5 separate regions of the Sus scrofa genome follow, and all the other regions are linked to region 1. Evidence: chromatin contacts called from public Hi-C and HiChIP or PLAC-seq data. All regions are on one chromosome and are shown on one strand. Each heading gives the region's core, a stretch centred on a gene start, on an enhancer-like site or on the middle of the called end of the contact. The rest is flanking DNA. Distances are from core to core; before and after follow the strand shown. Region 1 holds the start of KIAA0907 (UPF0469 protein KIAA0907 homolog). Region 2 holds the start of SCAMP3 (secretory carrier membrane protein 3). Region 3 holds the start of FDPS (farnesyl diphosphate synthase). Region 4 holds the start of CCT3 (chaperonin containing TCP1 subunit 3). Region 5 holds the start of TMEM79 (transmembrane protein 79).

Region 1 (3,464 bases), core at 524-3,023:
GAAAGATTCTATGGCAAGGTAAATTAAATGCTTCAAAGTTCAGACCCATATTAGTTGTAAGATTCTAATTATAATAGGGAGTATATAACCTAGGTATTCTGATTTCCTCAATTTGCATTAAAACAGCAAAAGACATATATATATATATATAAATTACTCATTTTAGTTCATGTCCAACAGCACTTTAATTAGGCAGTCATTAGAAATGTGAATCTACAGATTTTTTTTTTTTTTTTTGGCCGCACCTGAGGCATATGAAAGTTTCTGAGCCAGGGATCTAATCTGCACCACAGCGGTGACCCAAGCCACTGCAGTGACAATGCTGAATCCTTAACCAGCTGCACCACAGGAGTACTCCTAAATCTATAGATTTAATTAGAGATATTTTAAAGCTCACCACGATTTATCTGATTTTCTCTTTTGACTTCAGGGGAAATGCACATGTATCAAAAAACCTATTACATCACTGCTTTAAATGATCATGTAGACAGAACTAGGGCTGAACTAAGGGAACACAGACAAAACAAGTTATTTGGTCCATAAATGTAACTTAGCCCAAGCAAAATTGCCTCCTAGGAGTTCCCATCCTGGCTCAGCAGAAACGAATCTAACATCCATGAGGATGCAGGTTAGATCCCTGGCCTTGCTCAGTGGGTTAAGAATCTGGTGTTGCCGTGAGCTGTAGTGTAGGTTGCAGACAGGGGGCTCAGATCTGGTGTGGCTGTGGCATAGCAGCTGCAGCTCTGATTTGACCCCTGGCCTGGTAACCTCCATATGCCGCTCCTGCAGCTCTAAAAAGAAAAAAAAAAAAAAAAACTAAATTACTGTACCCCCACCCCCGAGAGTGTCTCCTTAAGACAAATGATTGTGAGATTACAAGATTACAAACTGCAATCAGCAGAATCCCCTCAACTTCAAATACCTTCTCAGCAGCATTCTGAGTTGGTTTAAGCTTTCCTTTGGCCATAAGCATGGCATTGATCTTAGCAGCCACAGCAGCAGCAGCGTCCAAGGCTCCAGAGGGAGCAGCTGTGGAGCCCCCAGGGCTTCCCCCACTGCTGGTAACCTCCCCACCTGGGGCTGCTGGTGGCAGGAAGAGAAGGGGGGCTGGAGCTGGTTGGTCCCATTTGCTGCGGCGCCTACAGGAAGAGGAAAATATTAGGCCACAAAGTTTTTACTATTTTTCTCCCCTTACTACACCTTAGTACCCCATTTTCCCGCTATCAGGCTCCCTTTACACTTTCGAATCTACTATCAGAGCTAAAATTACCATCTCTCCTTAAACAGACAACCACTGCAATATTTCCCCAAATCCTCACTTCTTTCAACCCTTTTCCTGAATCTACTTCCTTTCTACTCCGTCATCCCTATTAAAAGATTCTGGTGTCCTACAACCCTTCGTTCTCACCTTCCCTTTTGGCTCGTCATTCCCAAAGTCCCTGCTTTTCTCCTTTCTCTGATCCCCGCTGGCCTTTTTCTGGGGCCCCAGGCCTGCTCACGATCCTTCGCCCCCAAAGTCCGGCCCTCAAATACATACACTTCCCACCCAAGCGCCCCTCTACCCAGACGCTGCTTCCCATGATCCCTCCGCCTCTCCTGGGCCTCATGCTCGCTGCGATGCCCTCGCCAGAAAAGCTTTACCCGCCAGCTCCAGGATGTGTCGCGCTCCCCGCGGACATGGCGACCGGCTCTGATCAACCACCCGCCAACTACCCCACTACCTCCTTCCCGTCACTTCCGCCCCCAACGCCCTTACGCACAGCCTCTTCCGGTCGTGAGGCAAAGCGGTTCCGGTATAAAAGTCTATTCCGATTGGACTCCTGTTGATGTCAAGGCTTCTGGCCTTATTTGAAACAGATGGGGTGTGGCCTTCCTGCTTGCGCTTTCCCTTGAGAAAGATGGCTGCTAAATCTCATATTAAGGAAGAATTGGGGCAAGAAGAATCCATCTTTCTTGTGGGCAAGTCGCTAGCCAAGAGTACAACACGCATGAGTAAGGAAAATTAAACAGGTTTCTCCCCAAATTCAGTCACATTCTTGTAGAGTCCCAGCCGCTGACCTGGGACAGCGCTTTCCCGCGGCTTTTGCAAACTTCAAGTTTCAGTTACCTGCTTAGGGAAAAGGAAAGGACTCATCCCAAAAATTATTTGAAGATTTTTTTCTTTTCATTTCTGCGCGCCTGTCCCTGTTTTAAGAGCAGGGGGTCCTGCCTTTCTGACACTTAGAATGTGGCGTGGTGGCCACGCCGGGTATTACATAGAATAGGTTATAATAAACAAAGGTGGAGAAGATAAATGCTCAACTTGGTGGAGCTAACACGCAAGTATTTGAAAGTCACAGAGCCCTTCCAGTGAGGGCTAAAGAAGTGACCCAGCCTAGGTTATGAAATGGGAACTCCAAGGAGTCTCTACATAGAATCAATAAAATACAATGCTATTCTTGCAAACAAGTTTATGTACTGACAGGATTAACAGAATACAAATTCATTTAAAATTCACATTTTTAGGCGTCCCCGTTGTGGCTCAGTAGGTTAAAAACCTGACTAGTATCCATGAGGATGCAGGTTGGATCCCTGGTCCTGCTCAGGGACTTAAGTTGCTGTGGCTGTGGTGTAGGGCAGCTGCAGCTCCTGTTTGACTTCTATCCTGGGAACTTCCATGTGCCACACCTGTGGCCCTAAAAAAAAAATTTAAAGCCACATTTATAGTGTTTTCCCTTCAGCATTTAATAAATAAATGTCCCATATAAACATCTATTTCTGCATTCTTTTCTATTGCATGAATCTATTTTTTCCTTTGCTATAGTGTTTTGTGTGCGTGTGTGAGCTTTATTTGGGCCACACCTGTAGCATATGGAAGTTCCCAGGTTAGGTGTCGAATTGGAGCTACAGCTGCCCACCTACATCACAGTGACAGCAACACCAAATCTTTAACCCTCTGAGTGAGGGAACATTTAACCCAGGGCTTGAACCCACATCCTCATGGGTACTAGTCAGGTTCATTATCACTGAGCCACAATGGGAACACCTGCTATAGTGCCTTTTTTTTTTAGTGTCTTTATTTCCTTTTTTCTTTTTCTTTTTTCTTTTTCTTTTTTCTTTTTTTCTTTTTTTTCAGTTGCACTAGCAGCATGTGGAAGTTCCTGGGCCAGGGATTGAACTTAGCCACAGCAGTGACAGGGCCTAATCCTTAACTATTAGGTTACTAGGGAACTCCTTTTTATTTATTCGTTTTTTCTTTGTTTCGGCCTGACCCAAAGCATTTGGAAGTTCCCAGGCCAAGGATGGAACCTGAGCCACAGCAGTGACAACACCAGACCTTTAGCCCTCTGCACCAGCAGGAAATTCCTATGATATATTACAATAGTTTTATGCCTACTTTAGAATCTGTTATGGTAAAGCCATTACACCTACAATTTTTTGTTTATTCTGACAGGTGTATTTTTCCAAATGAATTTCAGATTAAG
Region 2 (3,464 bases), core at 463-2,962, 470 kb before region 1:
GTTCTTGGGTTCTGTGGGGCTGAGCTTTCTCGAGGACTGCAAGGGGGCGGCTGAGGGTGGTGCAACTGGAACAGGGGCAGGAGCCTCATAGCTTGGTGGTGGCTGTTGAGTTTGGAAAAGACCTTAGCAATCATCTAGTCCCTCATAACACAGGAATCTAGAGTCTGCTTGAATATCTCTAGACCTAGAACTCATTACCTAAGGCAGCAGCTCCCCCCGCCCCCCGTTGTTAGAAAGCTAGTTCTTGCATTTATATCAGAGGACTGTGATGTGAGGGGTGATGAGGGCTACTATGACCTGGAGTCGCATCTAGTTCCTCAGCCAGAACTCAAAGCATTCATCTACTGGACCTACCTCCTTAAAATGGACCTAAGCGATGCAGCTCGGATCCTCTGTTGGCTGTGGCTCTGGCATAGGCTGGCGGCTACAGCTCCGATTAGACCCCTAGCCTGGGAACCTCCATATGCCGTGGGAGCGGCCAAAGAAATGGCAAAAAGACAAAAAAAACAAAACAAAACAAAACAAAAAAACTGCCCTGAGCTGCTGCAGTGACAACACCAGATCCTTAACCTGCTGCAGCTGCAGCACGGGAGAGCTCCAGCTACCTCCTTAACTTCTGAAAACTCTTAGCATTTTCCATTCCCACGAGATAAACAGGTCTAGTCACTTTCGTTTCTTGCTTTCGAATTGTACACCTAAGCATAGATCGTTTTCTCCTCAACTCCAAACAGCCCCATCCCTTTTCATCTCTAAAGAAGCCTCCCTAGACAGAGCCTTGGTTCAGGCACTAAGAGACTCCAGGTTCTTTCTCCCAGGACCGATATTTAGAGCTCAAACCACATGGATCTTTGGTCTTGGTGTCTTTAGAAGGTTCAGACATCCCATGGAAGACTGGCTTCTCAGGGAGCTAAGATCACCCTGCTTCTTCCTTCCTTCGCGTGCAAACAAGTCCACTGTACCCCAACAGAGTGGACTTGTTGGCATACCCTAATCTTCCTGGCCCTCCTGTGCTCTTCAGAATCTCACCTCCCGGGTCTCAAAAGGGTTGTAGACGTCAAGCGTGGCATACTGCGGGCTGGGTCGGTGCTGGATCACAGCTGGGTCCTGTGGGCAGAGATCTGGGGCTCAGCTGGCACCTGGTGCCTCTGGAGGAACTCACAGGAGCCTCTTCTCAATTGCCTGTGGCTGCAAGGACTGCAGCTTGGAGGCCACGTTGTTGTCCCAGTATCTGCTCCCAATCCTTCACCCCACACTGCCAGTACCAGCTCCTTATCGGGGGCAGGGCCCGCCCCCCAGGTGCTCACTGATCGTCACTCCCACGTGGCGGCCCTTGCTCAGATCAAATGTCAAGAATGGGAATACAAGTTAGCCCGACCCTCTAGAACCGAGAAGTCCCCCAGGATGCCCCAAGGAGGCCGGCGCAAGTCACCTGAAAGGGGTTGTCAAGCTCGCCGGGCTCGGCGAAGGGGTTTCCACCATCTCTGCTTTGAGCCATGTTTGCAACCGCGGCCCGGGCCGCCCCCTGCCCTCCACGCCCCTGCCGCGGCAGTGGCGGCGGCCGTGGCTCTCAAGAGCTCCCTCCGCTCCGCTCCTCTCGGTCCGCCCCGCTTCTCTGTGCACGGATTGGCTGTACCGACCGGAAGGGTCACAAGGATCCCCGCAGCAGCCGCGAGTTGCGCCTGCGTCTCGGCTAAAAGCAAAGAAGGAAGTGCCCCACGTGACAACTCTCGTTGCCGGTAGCCAAGTACCGCCCCTACGTCATGTGACGTCCCTCAACTAATGAACTACACCTCCCAGCGGGCCTAGCGTCAGAACCTGAGTCTATCCTAGCCTTGGGAGAGTTGCGACGGGAGACCTACCCGCCGGTGGTGGTGGAGGTGGCGGCGGCCGCCTGCCAGGAGCTCTATTGAGTAAGTTTTAAATCTGGATTTCTGGCTCTATCCTGGGGCCCGGCCTAACAGCTATAGTAATCGGAACTTCTTTCCCAACTCGTCATTCCAGATCAAAGTGCTTCATTAGCCCTTCATTCTAACCAAGAAATCTTACCTTACTCATTACTACTCTCCTGAGACAGACTGGGCAGATAAACTGGCAGCCTATGATTAATGTCGCAGGGTAAGATGGGACTCCCTTTGTTGACAATCCCTCCACCCCAGCATCCCCCCAAACCTCAAACTCCAGGGAGGGGGGTCCGATGAAGCACGTCATTTTATTTCACAAAGACTGTACAAAATTCCTTATAAAACATGGGATTGATGCCACCTGGTTACCTCATTCTGCCCCCATCCAACTCAACTGTGAAGGGGCAGGTGAGGGCGGGAAGAGTGTGAGATGGGACAGCATTATGTACAAGGCAGGGGTTGAAGCAATAGGTATTAAGTTCTTTCATATTTACACTATTTCACATATTCACAGGTACACACGGAGCCAGGAGGAAGGAGTGGGCTCCGGTTCTGTTCTCTTGTATAAAAAAGCACCAGTGTCCTGGACTGGACACCCACTGCTGTCAGAAACGCAGGGGGGCCCAGGGCCTGATCGTCACCGACTGATATCCCGACTGGAGTCCCACAACTTGGCGTTAGGTGGCTCAGCCCGAAGGCGGGCGAAGAAAGGGTGCTGAAGGGCTTCACCCAAGGTCAGCCGCTTAGCAGGTTCATATTCTAGCATGCTTTCAATCAGATCGAAGAGCTGGTGGTGTTCTTCTGCCTCTGAGGTCAGATACCGCTGGTGGTGGAGGGCAGGAAAAAGGTGAGGCACGATGCCTTACAAACCCTGCCTTCTTCTTCAAGGCCCTGGCTTCCAATCCTGGAGGACCAAGGCTCTGCGGACAACCGTTACGAATGCTACCTAACCATGACCACACTGTAACCATTTCTGATGTTCTACCTTCCCACTAGCACCATTATTCCTTCATACTTTTTGAAAGTTCTACTTGTATATCCTTGTCAACTTCAGGAATCTTCTTTAGCTCCTCATTAAAAAGTAAGCTCTTCAAAGGTAGTTTATGCTTTTCTGTCTGACCTAAAGAATCCAGGACATTGCTTTCATCTCTGGTTGGCTCAAACATGGCTGTCTAACCTCATTCCCTCCATAAAACCACTCCCTCATCTCTCTTCTATCAACAAAAGATGTCTTCTTTCAGTTTTCCTCCCCTACTTTGCTAACTCTCTGCTTGTAAAATGCATTCCAGGGGCAAAACACCTTAAGAAGGAAGTGACCTCTGGGTGGTGGGCACTATTTATTCCCAGCCCGGCTCACCCGAAGTGGTTTGCAGTTTTCTCGCACGTAGCGCCCAGCTGATGTGTTCTCATCCCAATCCAGGCGACCCCGGTAAAAATATTTCTGCTTCCTAGAGGGGAAGGGGGAAGTTGAGGAATCAGGGGCTTCCTCTTGTTGTGGGATAATTCCCTTATTCCCCCATCTGAGAGTAGCTGGGGGTCGGGGTGGGGGGGGGGGAGATGTCA
Region 3 (3,464 bases), core at 461-2,960, 420 kb before region 1:
GTTTGGAGTTTCAGGCATCTTTCTAGGTGGATCAAGTTACTGGGATTTGGGAAGGTTAATGGAGAAAGAGCCAACAGTGTGAAGCCGTGTGTGTGTGTTCTGCTGAGTTTTATCTTTCTTGGGCACTTAAAGCACTTTATATACTTCATCTCTCACGGGGTTTTCCTCATTTAACAAATGAGGGAAGTCTGTTTTAATTACGTTAACTGAGGCTCCGAGAAGTTCTATGATTTGCTTAAGTGGTCCTTCTGGAGTTTTAGTAATGTGCCACTCAATTGCACAGGAAGATAATGAAAACTGAAATGTAGTAAAGGCAACAGCTGGGAGCGTAGGAAACTCCCAGCCTGCTTCCCATTTGCCACAGCAGCCTCTAATCTTGGCCCACTCTACCTCCTTCTAGCTGTGGGCCCCGGGGTGCTGCACTTCCATTGGCTGTGGGTTACAGGGCCTCATACTCATACGAGGGAAAACATCCAATCAGAGTGGCTCGTCTCCACCCTGCCAGTACACGCTAGATTGCGTTGTAGTTGTCCCTCCCGTGGCATGCCGGGAATTGTAGTTTACTGGGCCTTTCTGCCTATAGCGAAAAGAGATGGAGAACTACTAGTCCCAGAGAGCTGAGCGTTGAGGAGTCCGGTTTTTAGGCATACCCCAGCAATTCTCTGGATCCACAACCGGCATCCAGGAACAGGTGAGAGAGGTCTCGGGCAGGGAGTGGAGGCACGGGTTAGAAACTCAGCCTTACTTCTGTAGTGATACTTTGAGGCACAGGAGGACCAGTACGTTGTGCTGGAGTTCCCCCGCTTTGGGGGTTGGTGGGACCGACTGGCTAACCTCATGGATGTGAAAAACTCCCATCCCTGTCCTGTGCTTTCCTGGAACCCTCAGTGTAACTGCACATTGGTTTGCTCTTCTACTGCGAACTCTCCCCACCTGCCCACTGTTGTTCTGAGGTTGTCTGCATAGTTCTAGTCTGTAAAGGCTTAGGACACCCAGTCCCAGAGCCTCAGACCACATGTCCATAGCACCCAGGGGTTCCTGTTTCATGTCTCTTCATCTCACAGACTCTGTACCCCTCTTTCTGGCTACTGGGAAGACCTGGATTCTAGGTTTGGTACCCACGTCCTAGGTATCTTCCTACCTCCTAGAGGCTCAGCTTGACTTATATAAAATAGGTTGATTTAAGGGTCTTCCTAGCCCCCAGTTCTGAATTCCTTTACTCTAGACTCTTCTCTCTGTACTCCAGGACTTGGGAAGCAGCCAGGGGTGTAGCAATTCCAGAGAATCCCTGGAGGGGAGGCATTGATGGTTGAAAAGGATAAAGTTAGGTGGCAATAAGTTTTAGTCACCTTTTTTTTCTTTTTGGCGACACCTATGGCATGTGGAAGTTCCTAGGCCAGGGATCCAACCTGCCCACAACAGTGACAAGACTGGGTCCTTAACCACTAGGCCACCAGGAAACTCCAAGTTCTAGCCATCATATTTTAAGTGCAGTTAGTTTATTCTCAGTCACCCAGCTGTACTTTTTGTTCCCCACATTTTTTTTTTTCCCTGTAAATGCCCTCAATCTCATACCAGGAGAAAGTGGGGCCTTCTGGCTATGGAGGTAAAAGTTCGGGGAGGTGACCTGGGGAGCTGCCAACGTGCATCTGCCTTTGGTGCTTGCTCCTGCAGGGAGTGCTCAGTGCCCCTTCCCTGTACCACCCCCCATGCTGCCCCTGTCCCGCTGGCTGAGATCTGTGGGGCTCTTCTTGCTGCCAGCCCCCTGCTGGGTGCCCCGGGAGAGGTGGCTGGGTCCCCTACGGCGGCCCTCCCTGGTGCACGGGTGCCCAGTCCTGGGGGCATGGCACAGTGCTCGCTGCTGGTGCCAAGCGTGGACAGAGGAGCCTCGGTGAGTTTGGTGGGGGTGAGGGGCCTTGGGGAGGGGAGCAGCTGTTCAGGTTTCTGACTTGTCCTCCCTCTCCTCAGAGCATTTTACTCCTCCCTCAGAATGAACGGAGACCAGAAATTGGACGCTTATGCCCGAGAAAGGCAGGATTTCATCCAGCACTTCTCCCAGATCGTCAAGGTGCTGACTGAGGAGGACATCGGGCACCCAGAGATAGGAGATGCTGTTGCCCGACTCAAGGAGGTGAGGGATTTATGACTGGAGAGAGTCTTTGCTCTCTCTGCATGTGTGGGATCCAGCTCTGGCTTTTGGGGGACTTTTGGCAGGGGTGGGAGCAGGGTTTTACCTGAGCGTTTCTGGGTGCCCTCTGGAGGTGCAGGTATACTTAGCCCAGTAGTCCTGCCTGGTGGTTCTTTTGGGCCATCCGCACTGCTTTGAATAAGGGTGGAGGGCCCTGGGGGTGAGGCATTAGGCATCCAGAAATAATGAGGGGCTACCTTGGCAGGGACCTGGGAGGAAGGCAGTCTGAGATGGGCTTGGGTGAAGCTAGTGCATCAGAAACTCCTGCTCTAGGACAAGAACTATTGCTGAGATACTTAAGTTGCCTTATTGTTTTATTCCTTTTTTTTTTTTTTTTTTAAAGGGCCACAAGTGTGGCATATGGAAGTTCCCAGGTTAGGGGTCTTATTAGAGCTGCAACCACAGCAACACCTGATCCTAGCCATGTCTGACTTACACCACAGCTCATGGCAGCACCTGATCCTTAACCCACTGAGCAAGGCCAGGGATTGAACCTGTGTCCTCATGGATACTAGTTTGCGTGCATTACTGCTAAGCCACAATGGGAACTCCTAATTCTTTTATTCTTTTAGAGTATCTAGTAATTCTTACTATAAATGCTCTCTCATTTGTCTGAGGGGAACTAAGGAGAAGGGGGTGTGTCTACACTGGGATGGAGATTAAAAGGGAAGTCTTCCCAGTGAATTAGATCTAAGGGCAGCCAACGGCACAGAGGTCCCAGCAGGACATGCCATTGGAGGAGTGGGGGACGGGTCCTCCACCCTATGGTCTCCTCCAAGATTTCCTCTGGCCGACTTTGGGTGGGTGGGTGGGGGGGCTTTAATAAAGTGAGAGAGGCTTTTCATTTGCAGATAGGTTGAACTGTGGGTAGGAGGAGGGGGCTGGGAAAGGAGGAATGGACTGTGAAGGGGAAGCGTAGGAGAATTGGAGGAGACCCAAACACACCAGCCATTCCTATGTACATTCTCTGCATGGACAGAGTTCTCCCCGGGTTTGGGAGCAGATTTTAATCTCCACTATGGAGGCTTTAAATGTACTGAGGAAGACAACGCAGAGAGTGCCTGGGGCCTGGGGAACTTCCCTCTGTGCTCCAGGACTTGAAGGAAGAAGCTGAGTAGCAATTCCAGAGGCTGTCTGGAGGAGGGTGTGGGGTTGAGGATGAAGTTAGGGCTGGTTGGTGTTCTCATCGTGGCTCAGTGGTTAATGAATCCGACTAGGAACCATGAGGTTGTGGGTTCGATCCCTGGCCTTGCTCAGTGGGTTAAGGATCTGGCGT
Region 4 (3,464 bases), core at 399-2,898, 360 kb after region 1:
AATATTCATGTATGTATAACAAGGATTCATAACCTAAGATCCATCAGATTTTTAAAGACCTGGTGACCCTAAAAAAGCATCAATCACTCCCTTATGTAAAAAGGAAAACTTGGGGGATTCATGTCCTCATAATTGGGTACACAGAATCATACTGACATTCCCAGCGTAATTATTAAATAGTTCCTCCCCCCTTCTCCCCTGTGTGCTATGGAATGAGAACACACACTCAAAAGCATCTGGGTTTGCGAGATACAATCACTTCATGCTTGGACATAACCAGAATGCCTCAGGAACCCACTGACCATCAGTAAGTGTGACCTACATGTTTTAATAGGAAGTCTAATAGGTTAGGGCCGCTAATGCAAGGGATTAACTCCGACCTCAAAAGAGCTGAACAACGCACTACTCACCTTAGGGCCCTCTCAATGGCTATACCTGAATCAAAAGAATGTTTATTTCACTCCTCTCTCCAAATTATACTTCCCTACAGTTTGTTGTAAAATTTCCCACCCATCAAACCTAAACATTCATTCACAGTTCTCAGGATTTAGATTCCTATTTCAGGCACTGATAACCAAAATCCTGCATGGACCTTTCTGATTGGATTCATCAGAAAAAAATTGGTTTTTTTTTCTGGGTTAAGTGGATTCTTGTTTGCAAACAGTTATTTTCCAGGTATACAGAAAATCGATAGCATTCTACACGCATAAGAGAGGGACGGAAAATGACTAATAAGGCTGAGATTACACAGAACAGAAACATACCCGAGGAAGACAACAGAAATGCGACTCATTCCCCATAGGTAAAGAGACCCAATGGAAAAATGTGGGAAAACTCAGTTGGTAAGTGGGAAAGATTACCACGGAGGGGATATCAAGGGAATAACTACATCTAAGATAAACCAGTGAGGAAGGTAGGGTTACTTGAGGAACAGAAGTTGCAGAATGGAAATTCAAGAGGACAATTACTGAAAATACAAATAACCAAGGCTACCACTCGCTCTTTTAAGCAATTGTCTCTACTTATCTCACTTGAGTCACAATCTTACGGGAAAATAGTTAATCCTAATAATAAAGATGGAAACGTTTCAATCAAACAACGTGGCTGACGCCACACCACTACTAAGGGATGGGCCAAGGTTAAAATGCTAGGCCAAACTTAAAAGCCGTTAGTCACAAAACTGCACACTGAAAATCACTCAAAGAAGGTTGCAAGGGCGGGGGTTGGAGGTGAAGAACAGAATGCCGAGTGGGAAGCATCTTCCCGAGGCCAGAGCCCGGAAAAATGAGGCTCGAGAGAGAAAGGTCAGTTTGCGTTTGTGTAGACATGGGAATACGTTAAGGGTAGACAGGAAAGCAGAAGGGGCTTCCAAAATGAACGACTGGAAGGCTCAGGGGCCGGACCAGGGCGGGACTGGGCTGAGGCAAGGCTGTAAAGTGCCGAAAGAGGGAGATGAAGAGGGGGTCCCTTCCCCAGCTTTCCCAAAACTCACTAAGCACGAGCACCGGACGATGGCCCATCATGGCGGCGCGATGCAGAGCCGGGTACCCAAAGCAGGGGGAACCGGCAGAACCTTCTGGAGAGAGAGAACCAGCGAGAAGCCCAGAAAACGCTGCCTCCTCAGGGCTTACACCCAACCCCGCTACCCTCCCGGGCGCCCCCAATCACCGCACCCATCTCACTGACCGGCACGGAAACAGGCCAATTGACATTCTTAGCCCCGCCCCCTACGCAAGAACGCGGGGCAAGCTAGGTAGAGAGAGCACGGTGATGGCAATGAGAGGGCAGAGGCGCTTGCGCAATGGGGTGGCCGCTCCCGGCCGCGTGCGGCGCGAACCTTGGCGCAAGCGCCAAGGATCGGGTAGTTGGCCGGAACGCCACTGCGCATGTGTGTCAACTATAAGGGTGGGTGCTGGGGTAGAGGCTTTCCATTAACACCGCAGGTGAGGTCATTAAACTCATGCGTCTCGACTCCTTTCGGACGCCAAGGTGGAGAATGACTTGACAGTTTCCATGCTTTCGTTCCAGCTTTGGCTACGGGGAGGACTAGAAGGGGCGGGACCTAAACCGGCAGTTGAGAGAACACCTGGCCCCTTTGATGCGGGGTGGAATGGGAGTTGTAGTCCGATCAGACTGAGCTGGGCGGTAACTAGCCTTCTGGGCACGCTGGGAGTTGTGGTTTACTGCCTCTGACTCGTTCCTATGCATGGACCTTTCCCTCTTAGGCAAATACTATCTATTGAGGCCGTGAATGGTACCTGAGAGTGCTGGCTTACCGACCCCTCGAGTTATCCTATGTAAAACATTTTCTCAAGTGTTTTCCTCTAGTGCTCTCAGATTTTCTTTATCCGTGTCCATTCTTTCCCCTGCCCTCCTCATGCCCTCAGCTACTGGTCCATTAGAGATGTTGGAGAACCAGAGTTTTTAAGTTACCTTACAGGATAGGAAAAGGGCTGATCCCGCAGAAATCAAAACTAGGGGAGAACACAGTATTTGCCCACATTTTTAGGAGACGCTTAAAGTTTGGGCGTAGTTAAAGTACTGTTTTGTCCAGAGAAAAGAAACATTACTAGAAACAGTTTTTTGTTTTGTTTTGTTTTTTAGTGAAAGGATGAGAGCACGAACAATTCAAGAACAGTTACTTATGTTTGGCCATAAAATAGAACAGTACACACCCTTTCATACTTTTTCCTTCCCAAACTGGAGCAGCCTGATATGTGCTGGGGAGAACTTATATGAAATTGTTAATAGTAAAATAATAGCATGGGTTGTTGGTCATGTGATGTTGTGATTCTTTCCCAGGCACCACACCTGTAGGTGTTCAGATGGAGCAGCATTCTAGTCATCCTACTAACAGAAGAGGTGTGTGTCAGAGGCCCTGCTTCCTTTCCCTTAAAACCAGACTTTGATTGGAGTTCCCGTCGTGGCTCAGCAGAAACGAACAAATCTGATTAGTATCCATGAGGACACAGGTTCGATCCCTGGCCTTGCTCAGTGGGTTAAGCATCCGGTGTTGCCGTGAGCTGTGATGTAGGTCACAGATGGCGGCCTGGATCCTGTGTTGCTGTGGCTGTGGCATAGGCAGCAGCTATAGCTCCGATTTGACCCCTAGTCTGGGAACCGCCATATGCTGCAGGTGTGGTCCTAAAAAGAAAAAAAAGAAAAAACAAACGAAAAAAAACCCAGACCTTAATTGCTCAGCTTTTGGGAAAATGAAGCTAGTTGTATGTATGGTTTTGTTTGTTTGTTTTTTTTTTTTCTGTTACTTAATTGGAAAGTATAAGTATTTTTTCTGCGTTTCTCTCTAAACAGGAACATTCCTGGAATTCCTGTTGTGGTGCATCAGAAACGAATCCGACTAGGAACCAAGAGGTTTTGGGTTCCATCCCTGGCCTCTCTCAGTGGGTCAAGGATCCAGGGCATTGCCCTGAGCTGTGGTCTAGGTCGAAGACGCGGCTTGGATA
Region 5 (3,464 bases), core at 465-2,964, 330 kb after region 1:
CCTTTGCTTCGGGCTCGCTGCTCTCCCCTGTGGCGGGGCCTTGGCTCATGGTGCCCGGGTCCAGGGGCGGCTCCCGGTCACAGGCCCCCGCCACCCACTGCTACCGCCACCACTGCCGTCTCCGGCCGTAGCCGCAGGCACCACCGCCGCCGGCCCTGCTCGGCCGCCATCGCTGTGAGGCGGCTGCCCGCGACAGCTCCTCCTCCGCCTGCCAAATCTCGCGATATCAGTTGCACAGTTGCAGGCCAGGGGGCCTGCTGCTACCAAATCTCGCGAAAGTCGTTTTCCCTCCCGGGAAGTTGCCAGAACTAACTCTGGGCGGCATGGCCTCTTTCCGGCTTCTGCAAGCCCTTGTGAAAAACTTTATTGACAAAGTTGCCAGAGAGCGAACAGCGGACTCTAAGGAGGGCTGAGCCTAAGCAGATGGGCTCACAGCTAGGAGTGTGGCTTTGCCTTGTCTGACTGTGGTCATTTGGTTCGTTTTTCTGTCGCCCCCATTTGAGTCGAGCCTCTTTCAGGTTACTAGTTACAGTGATTCTAATTCTCTCTTTTCCCCCATTATTTAAACAAGCAAAAAACTTGTATGTGAAATTTTTTTTGGAAAGAACCGAGTATGACAAGGCCTTCCAAGATAAGACTCTTACACAGACACCTCAGCCCTTCAGCTTCCGACCCCAACCCAAAGATTTCCACTTGCATGTTCCTCACTTACTGTTCCAGTAAACATTTATTGAACATCTGCTGTCTTCCAGCCACAGTGCTGGATTTTGGAGTCACAGAGATGAGCAATTCAGACATTGTCCCTCCCCTTACGAAGCTCTAATGACTTAAGGGGAAAAGATCCACAGGAATGAGAAGTTACACCCTTACATTTCTGCCCCCTGGTCCTCCCATAGGAAAGATCACTGTGGATTCCTATTGCTGTCTTTTTTTTAATGGCCACACTCTCAGCATAAGGAAGTTTCCAGGCTACAGATTCAATCCAAGCCATGGCTGTGATCTATGTGACCAGAACCACTGCAGTCACGTTCTTAAACCACTGTGCCACGGTTTTTGTAACCTTAAACCTAACCTAAAAAGCAAGGTGCTTAGGGAGATGTTCCTGAAACAACCTGTCTTTCCTTTTTATTGGCCTTTCACTTGTTGTTCCTCTGCCTGAAACACCCATTCTCCTGATTCCCAGCAGGTCTCAACTCAAATATCACTTTGGCAAAGAAATTTTCCTATTGAAATTGTCTTATTGATTTATTTTCTAGGCTTCTTTATTATCTGCTACCCCAACAGAACAAGCCCCTTAAGTCCAGAGACTTTGCCTGTCATCTCGTTCTTTCCTATGTCTATGCCCAGAATAGTGCCTAACTAATAACAGGTGCTCAATAAATATTGAATGAATAAGTGTAGAAATTCCACCTCTCTTTTGGGTGTTTTCCAACCTACTCCAACATCCTTTTTTTTTTTTTGGTCTTTTGTCTTTTTAGGGCCACACCGCAGCATATGGAGGTTCCCAGGCCAGGGTCCAATTGGAGCTGTAGCTGTCATCCTACACCACAGCCACAGCAAAGCAGGATCCGAGCTGCGTCTGTGACCTACACCACTGCTCACAGCAATGCCAGATCCTTAACCCACTGAGCAAGGCCAGGGATCGAACCTGCATCCTCATGGATACTAGTAGGGTTCATTAACCACTGAGCCATGACAGGAACTCCCCAAGCACCTTCTGATGCACAAACCCATTCTTCCCCCTTTGCTTTCCTGTGCTGGGAGTTCCTACAAAACCCATGTTCCTAGAACACACTTACCTCTAGGCTCAGCTGCACCCCCACTTTCAGAGAGCATGACGTCCTTCTCTAAGGCTTTTTCTGTCGGCAGATTCAGCAGGGCGGGGCCTGCCCTTTAATCTGGGCCCCACCTGCTCTGGTCAGACAGGTTTGGAGACCCAGGTAAAGGGAGGGAGACGGAGAGAAATACTTGCAGAGCCAGCAGCGAGCTAGGCAGCTCCTTCCCGGACGCTGGGGACCCTCTACCTCTCTCCAGATGGAAAGTAAGTGGGTGTCACGGGTCCAAACATTAAGGGATCGGAGGTCCTTGAGCAGTGAAGGGAGGGAAGTTAGCCTCATCCAGAAGCAGTGAGATGGAGGACGGCAGGGAGGGGAGAAAGACAGGAGAGGAGGCATGGGAAACAGCTTTGATTAGACCTAGAGGTCAAAATGGACAGACCCAGGCCCTTCAGATGTGGAGTGGGTTGGTGAGAAGTTTGAAAACCGACCAAGTATCCAGATTGGAGACGAAAGAACAGGGTCCCCTGCTACTGCCAGCTCCTTGGGACAGATTTGTTGGCAAATCGTTGGTATAAGTTGCCAGGAGAGTTCCAGTCCGGGGTCTTCAGGGGAAGGCAAGGTTTGGAAGTGAAAGGGAAGCTTCTCTGTCCACGAGAAGGTCTTTAGCAAGAAGAAAGCCCTTGGCAAATTTCTAGACACCTCCTTTTCCTCTCATTCCTGCATTTGGGTGGCCATGACCCCAGGGGTTTTGGTGGAGAGGGGCAGGAGATGTGGGTGGAGGCGAGGCCACAGCTGCCAGGGCCTGTGCCCCCTGACTCACCCTCTCCTGGTGAATAGCATTTGATGTCGAAAGGGTGTCTCCATTTCAGCTGCTCACTTCCCTCCTGCCTCACTCTATTTCAACACAAGGACCATGTTCTCCCTAAGGTCCCAGATGGGGCTAAAGCCCACCGTAAGACCAGCTGAGCTTCGGTTCTATCAACCCAGAAAACAGCAGCTTTTTTTTTTTTTTTTTTTTTTTTTTTGGCCTTTTTATTTTAGGTCCGCACACGGGGCATGTGGAGGTTCCCAGGCTGGGGGTGGAATCGGAGCTATAGCTGCTGGCCTATGGCACAGCCACAGCAAGGCCAGATCCAAGCCACGTCTGCAACCTATACCACAGCTCGTGGCAACGCCAGATTCTTAACCCACTGAGCAAGGTCGGGGATTGAACTCGAAACCTCATGGTTACTAGTTGGATTCATTTCCACTGAGCCACTACAGGAACTCCAAGAGCAGCAGCTTCTGACAGAGCTTCCCTCTGCTCCTTCCAGGGTGACACGACCTTACGGTAGACCCCAGAAGTGAGGCCCCAGGATGACGGAACCCGAGGCCATGGCCCTGCTGGAGGTGAAGGGGCCTGCAGCCCTGGAGAAAAGCCCACCCCAGGCCTTGGTCCCCAATGGCGAGAAGACAGAGGGGGAGGGTGGAGCTGAGTCTCCCAGAGCCGAGTCCTCCAGAGTGGGGTCTTCAGCTGGGTCTCCCACAGCCGGACAGGGGACTGAGGATGGGCTAGATAGCACAGTAAGTGAGGCTGCCACCTTGCCCTGGGGGGCTGGCCCCCAGCCCAGTGCCCCGTTCCCAGATCCCCCAGGCTGGAGAGACATTGAGCCTGAGCCCCTCGAGTCAGAGCCAGCCACCAAGCTG

The links. A called contact is a pair of places that touch in the nucleus more often than the background predicts. HiChIP or PLAC-seq counts read pairs in DNA pulled down with a chosen protein or histone mark.
Region 2: a Hi-C map of liver shows a contact between it and region 1, with 5 times the contacts expected there. The contact joins the promoter of SCAMP3 here to the promoter of KIAA0907 in region 1. A contact is called at or near these places in 1 of 5 promoter capture datasets (fetal liver), 1 of 47 Hi-C or Micro-C datasets (liver) and 1 of 2 datasets of contacts at active chromatin or transcription factors (alveolar macrophages).
Region 3: a Hi-C map of liver shows a contact between it and region 1, with 3 times the contacts expected there. The contact joins the promoter of FDPS here to the promoter of KIAA0907 in region 1. A contact is called at or near these places in 1 of 5 promoter capture datasets (liver) and 1 of 47 Hi-C or Micro-C datasets (liver).
Region 4: a Hi-C map of liver shows a contact between it and region 1, with 7 times the contacts expected there. The contact joins the promoter of CCT3 here to the promoter of KIAA0907 in region 1. A contact is called at or near these places in 1 of 5 promoter capture datasets (liver), 4 of 47 Hi-C or Micro-C datasets (embryonic fibroblasts, epiblast stem cells, liver and 1 more) and 2 of 2 datasets of contacts at active chromatin or transcription factors (alveolar macrophages and skeletal muscle).
Region 5: a contact with region 1 is called in an H3K27ac HiChIP or PLAC-seq map of alveolar macrophages. The contact joins the promoter of TMEM79 here to the promoter of KIAA0907 in region 1. A contact is called at or near these places in 1 of 5 promoter capture datasets (fetal liver) and 2 of 2 datasets of contacts at active chromatin or transcription factors (alveolar macrophages and skeletal muscle).

The regions. Positions count from the first base shown.
Region 1 is chr4:94,096,520-94,099,983 of Sscrofa11.1, reverse strand. KIAA0907 (UPF0469 protein KIAA0907 homolog) reads right to left here and starts at 1,773. Exons shown (of 15, transcript XM_001928648.6): 1 at 1,642-1,773; 2 at 923-1,139. The coding sequence starts at 1,679.
Region 2 is chr4:94,568,811-94,572,274 of Sscrofa11.1, reverse strand. It overlaps SCAMP3 (secretory carrier membrane protein 3), which reads right to left and starts at 1,712. Exons shown (of 9, transcript NM_001185169.1): 1 at 1,430-1,712; 2 at 1,027-1,104; 3 at 1-102. The coding sequence starts at 1,495. It overlaps CLK2 (dual specificity protein kinase CLK2), which reads right to left. Exons shown (of 12, transcript XM_021089727.1): 11 at 3,259-3,349; 12 at 2,191-2,724. The coding sequence ends at 2,539.
Region 3 is chr4:94,511,940-94,515,403 of Sscrofa11.1, reverse strand. It overlaps FDPS (farnesyl diphosphate synthase), which reads left to right and starts at 1,710. Exons shown (of 10, transcript NM_001185131.1): 1 at 1,710-1,891; 2 at 1,969-2,131. The coding sequence starts at 1,710.
Region 4 is chr4:93,732,151-93,735,614 of Sscrofa11.1, reverse strand. CCT3 (chaperonin containing TCP1 subunit 3) reads right to left here and starts at 1,648. Exons shown (of 14, transcript NM_001244180.1): 1 at 1,493-1,648. The coding sequence starts at 1,523. TSACC (TSSK6-activating co-chaperone protein) reads left to right here and starts at 586. Exons shown (of 4, transcript XM_013996980.2): 1 at 586-1,304; 2 at 2,803-2,862. The coding sequence starts at 2,826.
Region 5 is chr4:93,767,090-93,770,553 of Sscrofa11.1, reverse strand. TMEM79 (transmembrane protein 79) reads left to right here and starts at 1,714. Exons shown (of 4, transcript XM_001927978.5): 1 at 1,714-2,041; 2 at 3,092-3,464. The coding sequence starts at 3,135. It overlaps SMG5 (protein SMG5), which reads right to left and starts at 225. Exons shown (of 22, transcript XM_021089680.1): 1 at 1-225. The coding sequence starts at 49.